Regions from separate parts of the Mus musculus genome. Here region 1 is linked to region 2. The links are chromatin contacts, called in public promoter capture Hi-C maps. All regions are on one chromosome and are shown on one strand. Each heading gives the region's core, a stretch centred on a gene start, on an enhancer-like site or on the middle of the called end of the contact. The rest is flanking DNA. Distances are from core to core; before and after follow the strand shown. Region 1 overlaps Usp10 (ubiquitin specific peptidase 10). Region 2 holds the start of Taf1c (TATA-box binding protein associated factor, RNA polymerase I, C).

What was found. Promoter capture Hi-C pulls out the DNA fragments that hold promoters and counts their contacts.
Region 1: a promoter capture Hi-C map of liver shows a contact between it and region 2, with 2.3 times the contacts expected there. The contact joins the enhancer-like site here to the promoter of Taf1c in region 2. A contact is called at or near these places in 5 of 39 promoter capture datasets (HPC-7-derived erythroid cells, hippocampal neurons, liver and 1 more), 1 of 115 datasets of contacts at active chromatin or transcription factors (microglia) and 2 of 9 other capture datasets (adipose tissue and liver).

Annotation. Positions count from the first base shown.
Region 1 is chr8:119,931,963-119,935,278 of GRCm38.p6, forward strand. All of the region lies in intron 2 of Usp10 (ubiquitin specific peptidase 10), which reads left to right. Among named protein-coding and RNA genes, the nearest start is that of Usp10, 23 kb to the left of the region's middle. Within about 2 kb of position 1,844, at least 6 of the 459 cell types and tissues checked have an H3K27ac peak or open chromatin away from gene starts, as enhancers often do. A contact at or near this core is called in liver, where this site is marked.
Region 2 is chr8:119,603,644-119,607,114 of GRCm38.p6, forward strand. Taf1c (TATA-box binding protein associated factor, RNA polymerase I, C) reads right to left here and starts at 1,563. Exons shown (of 15, transcript NM_021441.3): 1 at 1,492-1,563; 2 at 597-735. The coding sequence starts at 734.

The DNA.
Region 1 (3,316 bases), core at 594-3,093, 330 kb after region 2:
GGTTCACTTTCACTTTAGTTGAGAGTTCTAACTCAAAACGAGTAGAGATTATCCTAGGAGTGTGCTGGGCCCGCTCGCTGGCTCTTGTAAGTCTCAGCAAAGAAGTAAGTATACCCTCACATACAGGCCAAGCCCCTGTTGCTTTCTTCTTCACGCCTGCCTTCCCTGAGGCTGCACTGCTGGGTGGGTAGCGCTCTGTCCACAGGAAGGGTTGAGTGCTGTGTGTGCCTCCAGACATCCCTTTGCAGCTCGCCTGAAAAGGATGCTGAGTTCTCCGTGCTAAGACATTGCTGCTTTGTTTTTGTTATTATTTGTTCATTTCTTTAGTGATTATGTGTTTTGCTCGATATATATGTGTCTTGCATGCCTGGTGTCCATGGAGGTTACAGGAGATACCCTGGAGCTGGGATTACGGATGCTCGCGAGCCGTGTTGTGGATGCTGGTAACTGAACTCCGGGCCCTCTGTAAGAGCAGGCGGTATTGAGCCGCCTCTCCAGCCCGTTTTCTGACTTTAACGGCTCAGCATGGTCCATCACACACATTGTGGTTAATTGGCAACACTATATTTGTGTGCTTATTTCTAGGGGCTTCCTGGTTGGCGAAGTGGGTTCCTGAGGGAGTCCCTGGTGGTGTTTCACATTCCCATAGATCCCTTTCCCACCATTTATCCATCCATTCATTCATTCATTCATTTATGGCAAGGACTCAGGGCTGTGACTCAGAACTTAAGTAGATCAGGTTGGCCTTGAACTCATAGAGACTCACCGTCTCTGCCTCCCAAGTAGTGGGATTAAAGTGCACCACTACAACCAGCTTTACCCTGGAATTTAATTGTGTGTGTGTGTGTGCAGTGTCCCCAGAAGCCATAGCTGTCAGATCCCCTGGAGCTAGAGTTAGAGGAGTTACAGGCTGAGGTGAACTGACCATGGTACCCCTGTAAGATGAGGCCTTCTGACTGAGTAGAGGAGGCAGCTGGAAACATTACCCGGTGCAGGCTGCCCCTGAAACCTAACTATGTATCTCAAACTGAATTCATAGTGAATTCCTGCCTCTGCCTCTTGACTGCTGGGGTTCCAGGTAGAGACGCTGGGTCGGTCCAGTCCTTTTGTATTCTGAGCAGCTGTATAACTAACTGGAGAAAGTGATCCACTTGGATAGTTCTGCTCATGGTGCTTGCTGTATCTGTTGGCACAAGGGAAATTCTCAGTGAAGCTGTAGTTTATTGGGTGAAGGATGCTACACACCAGAGAGCAAAAGTAATCATGTTTTTGCCAAGGCAGCCATTCCACAGTTGTACTCTACGGTGCAAGCTGGCCTCACACTCAACAATCCTCCTGACTCCACTTCCCGAGTACTGAGGCTGCAGGCGTGCATCACATACCTGTCACAGTTTCACATTCTTCTCTCTTATCCACATCCCAATTGCAGTGTCCGCCTTGACCTATCTCCTGCCCCCCCTGCCTACCCTCCAAAAGAACAGGCCTAGGAACATCAGGCTTACGCGGCATAACAAAGCTACATTAAGATCAGACACATAGCATCACATCAAGGCAACCCAGGAAGAAGAGAAGGCAAGAGTCAGGGTCAGCCCCTCATTCCCCATTGTCAGGATTCCTACAAGAAGACCAAGCTACTCTCCATAGCATATATACAGAGTCAGACCCTGAGAGACTCGTGACCTCTGTGAGGCCCCGTGAGGCCCAGTCAGTTGATTCTGTGGGCCTTGTTCTCCTAGTGTATCCCCAGCCCCTTTGGCTCCTCCAGGCTTTCCTCCTGCCCCTGAAGGACTCCCAAGCTCTGCTCAGTGTTTGGCTGTGGGGCTCTGCATCTGCTCCCATCAGTTGTGGGGCAAAGTCTCTTGGTCTTTTTAATGACAATTCTGTTAAGCACTGGCCCCAGAGTCTGCAGGCAGGACAAACTGTAGGTCAAAGGTTTTATGGCTGGGTTGGTGTCCCGATCACTCCACTCCTGGCCTTGTCTGGTTATATAAGATGGCCGGTTCACGATCCATGTTCCCCATCATGGAGTCTTCGCCAGGTTCCATGGGGTTCCCACTGCACTAGATTTCCACCTCAGCCCAATTCCAGTCATTTCTCCCTCCCAACCCCACCTGCCCTGTTAAGCTGGTTTTGGTTTTTTTGTTTTGGTTTTGGTTTTTTGAGACAGGGTTTCTCTGTAGCCCTGGCTGTCCTGGAACTCACTCTGTAGACCAGGCTGGCCTTGAACTCAGAAATCCGCCTGCCTCTGCCTCCCAGGTGCTGGGATTAAAGGCCAGCATTGCCTGGCCCTGTTAAGTATTTTTACATTCATTTGTGTGTGTGTACGTGTCTGAGTATGTGTGGGAATAGAGGACAGCTTGTTGATTTTTCTCCTACTGGGCGGGTCCCTGGGATGGTAGCAATCTGGCAGCCAAAGTAGGTAATAGTGTGTGCTGGAGGTGGTGGTGCAGGCACACACTTATCCCAGCTCTCAGGAAGCAGCTGCAGGTGGGCCTCGTGTGTATGGGGCCTGGTTCGATGGGAGACCAAATAGAACTGCTTTGTGGAGTCACTTGCAGGAATTAAACTCAGGTTGCTGGACTTGTTCAGTAACCTTTTTATCTGCTGAGCCATCTCACCAGACCCTAAAGAAAAATGCCCTAAATAGACTCAATATACAATGATAGTAAGGCTGGAGAGGTGGCCCAGTGGGTAAAGGTCCTTCCTGCCAAGCCTCATGACTTGGCTTCAGTCCCCAGGATCCTTATTTATTTATTTATTTATTTATTTATTTATTTATTTATTTATTTCGAGACAGGGTTTCTCTGTGTAGCCCTGGCTGTCCTGGAACTCACTTTGTAGACCAGGCTGGCCTTGAACTCAGAAATTCGCCTGCCTCTACCTCCCGAGTGCTGGGATTAAAGGCATGTGCCACCACACGTGGCTGATGAATGAAAATTTTAAAGAAGTTTAAATGAAATTGTCATATTGCCCCAGTGATGGAAACCGTTAGCCTGACGTCCTATTCTGCTGTCTCAGAAGCCCCCTCCTGAGGTCCCGGGAGCAGGAGTGTTGGGAGCCCTTGCTCAGCACTGTTCACTGTCTCTGCCCATCACAGCACCTCACTGTGCTCGTTGCTGGTGCCATTAACAAGTCTTGCTGGAGGTCGGCTGATGGTTTTGAGAAGAGCTGCTTAGCTGTCTGCCTTACAAAGTCTGATGGTGGGAATGTTGGTAGCTTGTGTTGATCAGACCTCCGACCGAATAGTCCCAGGGGATTATCCTCTCTGTCTCGGTCCTCTTGTTCACGAGTGGAGGCTCTGCCTACTCACCTTTTC
Region 2 (3,471 bases), core at 313-2,812:
GACTCCAGAGTCTGAACTGAATTCTAAACTTCATTCACAGCAGCTTTCAAAGGAAGCGCCTAAGTCATGACTGCCTACCCACAACCCAATGAGCTCCAACTTCCTCAGCTATCTCCTCTGAGTCCTGCCATTCAGTGGGCACCCTTGTCCCAAGGACCAAGAACTCCCCTCCCCCAACACCCTCTCTTTGACATGCTCTCCTCAATGTACTCAATACAAGGCTGCTAGAGATGGACCTCCCAAGAGCAGAAATCCTGCCCCTGGCATTCCACTAATTCAGGCAAGTCAAGGCCACACTATAAAAGGTCTGCCCGTTGGTGTACAGTCTCTCACCATAACTGGAAGTCCCTTAGGTGGGGTTGCCTGACTTCCTCATGCTGGGCTCCTGGGCCTGTAAGGACCCCAACACATAAACACCTGCTGAACCCAGGGAGAGGGAGCGAGGAAAGAGGAGCCACAGCCTCTGTTGAGAGACACTGTCTGGACAGCAGGGCAACCGGTGCGCAGCTCAAGTAGCAGCTGCCTAGACCTCTTTTCCCAATAAGTGAGCAAGGAGGAGGAACAGACCAAGGAAAGGACCCTATTTCCATCCTCACCTTGCAGTTCTGTGGCTGGGACCCTGGCAGGGTCAGTGCATCTCTCCAGCTGCACATGAAGGACAGGTCAGGGCCATCAGTCATGCCAAGTGGACCGGCCTTAAACAATGAAGGGCGCAGGGTGCCAGGGAAGTCCATCCTGGAGAGAATGTATCTAACGTTACACACGCCTTCATTAGGAGTCTCAACAGTGCACCAGGGTTCTCAGAACACAGTAGGGGAGACCACTACAAGGTAGCAGATAAAGACCAGACTATGCCTAATGCCAGCGCGTCAGCAGGGCTGCCCAAGGACTGCTCACTCTCTTGAGGGCAGCCAGACAGATATCTCTGCTCACACCTTGGAAGAGGGGCTGGGGAGAAAGTGATCGCAAAAGGCCTCGTGGCAGGTAAAGTGCCAAAGAGATAAGCAACCACAGAATATACAAAGGGGAGAGTGTGGAGGACCAAGTGATGCCGATGAAGGCTGAGCGTTCATCAACGCGCTGCGCATGACAGTAGCAGGCTGACTTTCTTCCACCCCTCTGTGGACATGGGCTGCGTACTATTCCTGCTTCCCCACTGCCAAACACAGGCTTCTCCGAAAATGCCCGTGGGCTGAATAAATGCAGGAACTCTTTAGAAGCAGTAACTGTCAAGTCAGCCCTCATTTTTAGTAAAAATTAAATCTAACATCCGCAATAAGAGCACCAGCAGAGCACTAGTACCCGCTGGACAAGACGTGAAGGCGCTGAATTTAGAGTCTGAACTGAAAACCGGTGTGTAGTAACCACAAGTGTTCCCGGACCGCCCTCCCTCGTGGCCAGCATCTAGGACGAGCCTCAGCGCTGTAATCGACCAGTCTCTATAGCCACGTGGTCTGCCACGTGCTCTCAGCATTCCCGCAACAGCCTCACCTGACCCCGGGGCCGCAAAGGAGCCAGAGTGCCGAACCTCAACGCCGCCACCCACAACTGTTGGAGCAGACTAAACTGTTTTCCGGATCAGGCCGGAAGTTCGCCCGAGAAACAGGAAGTCCCGCCCCCAGATCATCTAACCGAGTCCTCCAGCGCCACCTGCAGAGCTGAGGGCCAATATGCATGGTCGTGGCGCCTAAGCTATGAAATTTCCATCCTATTTCACAAAAGTGTTGAGAAGCTTGAATTGATCCTCTCAACGAACAAGTGAGCACCTCCGATGAGCCACGCACTGTATTTATTACCCACAAGTCCTAGAATCCGCTTCATAGACACCTCTGGGTGCATGTGTGGCTTTAACAGGGGCCAGGAGGGAATATTAGCTTGTCATTCTCAAGCTAATATTCCTTGTGTGTGCACCTGCGAGTTTTGGGGGATCTGTTCAAACTCGCTCGCATGCAGCGAGTCCTGGGCTCTGCCTGTAAGTTGCCTTGGTCCTGACACTATCGCGTAAAACTTAGGACGCGTGGCTCTGCTGACCACTTGCTTTCCATCGCCTGGAGGCTAAGAATATCTTCAGATAGAATCGAGACAAGGAACAGATTCTCCTGCGTCACTGCAACCTACCTACATGACATTCCCGCCAATGTGTTTGACGACTTCTTTGGGTTTGACTTTCCTTTGTCCTGTAATTATCAGAACTTCATAAATCGGTCTTCATGGTGGAGCAAGTTATTCAGGGAGAAAAATCTGTGTTCCTGAGTTTATTAAGGGATCTCTAAAGGAACAGAACTGATTGAATGAGTATGGAATAGAGGAGATTTTATTAGACCGGCTTACAGGCTGTGATCTGCGTAGTTCAATAATAGCTGTCTTATGACAGAAATGGCAAGGAGAATTTGGTACTGTTCCGTCCACGAGGCTGGTTGTCTCAGCAGTTCTGATCTGGTGCTGTAGTCCTGGGCCATTCCTAAAGAGCCGCCGAGCTTCAGTCTCTGTTGGAATCCTAAAGAAATTGATTTGAATACTGAAAGGAAAACTTCAGCAATGCCATAAAATAAATGGTTTTGCCGGTGAGGGTGAGGTCCAGCAGGCACAAATCATGGTTTCTTTTTCCATTTCTTTTATCTGGGCTGCCACCAGAAGGTGATTTAGGATGGCTCTTCCTCCTTCAAATAATCTGATTAAGAAAATCCCTCACAGGGCTGGAGAGATGGCTCAGCGGTTAAGAGCACTGACAGCTCTTCCCAAAGTCCTGAGTTCAAATTCCAGCAACCACATGGTGGCTCACAACCATCTGTAATGGGGTTTGATGCCCTCTACTGGTGCCTCTGAAGACAGCTACAGTGTACTTGCATATAATAAATAAATAAATAATTTTTTTTAAACTTCCTCACAAGTGTGCCCAGCAGTTTGGGTCCCAGTTAATTTCAAATATTCAGTTGACCACCAAAACTAGCCATCATATGGGGGCATGCTCGTTGGTGTCTATTTGGCTCATGCATAACTTTATTACTATTATTATTTTATTGATTTTTTTTTTTGAGACAGGGTTTCTCTATGTGTAGCCCTGGTTGTCCTGGAGTTTGCTCTGTAAAGCAAGTTGGTTTCAAACTCAGAGATCTACCTGTCTCTGCCTCCTGATAATGGGATTAAAGGTGTGTACCCCCATGTCTGACTGTCAGCTGCCTTCTCTGTAAGATGAGGGCTGTGTTTGAGTCAACCTCTTTCCCATTGCTGGGTAATACAGGAATTCCCTGCTTATGGCTTTAGCACCACTGTCTAGCTAGAAATGCACCATTATCCCTGTATCTTGATATCAAGGTACATCAGGGGCTACCTAGAGGTATGTTAAAGCAGTTTGCTGAGCAGTTGGGTGTGGTAACACACATCTTTAATCCCACCCTCAAGAGACACAGAAACAGGCAGATCTCTGTGAGTTTGAGGCCAGCCTGGTCTACAGAGCAAGTTCCAGGACAG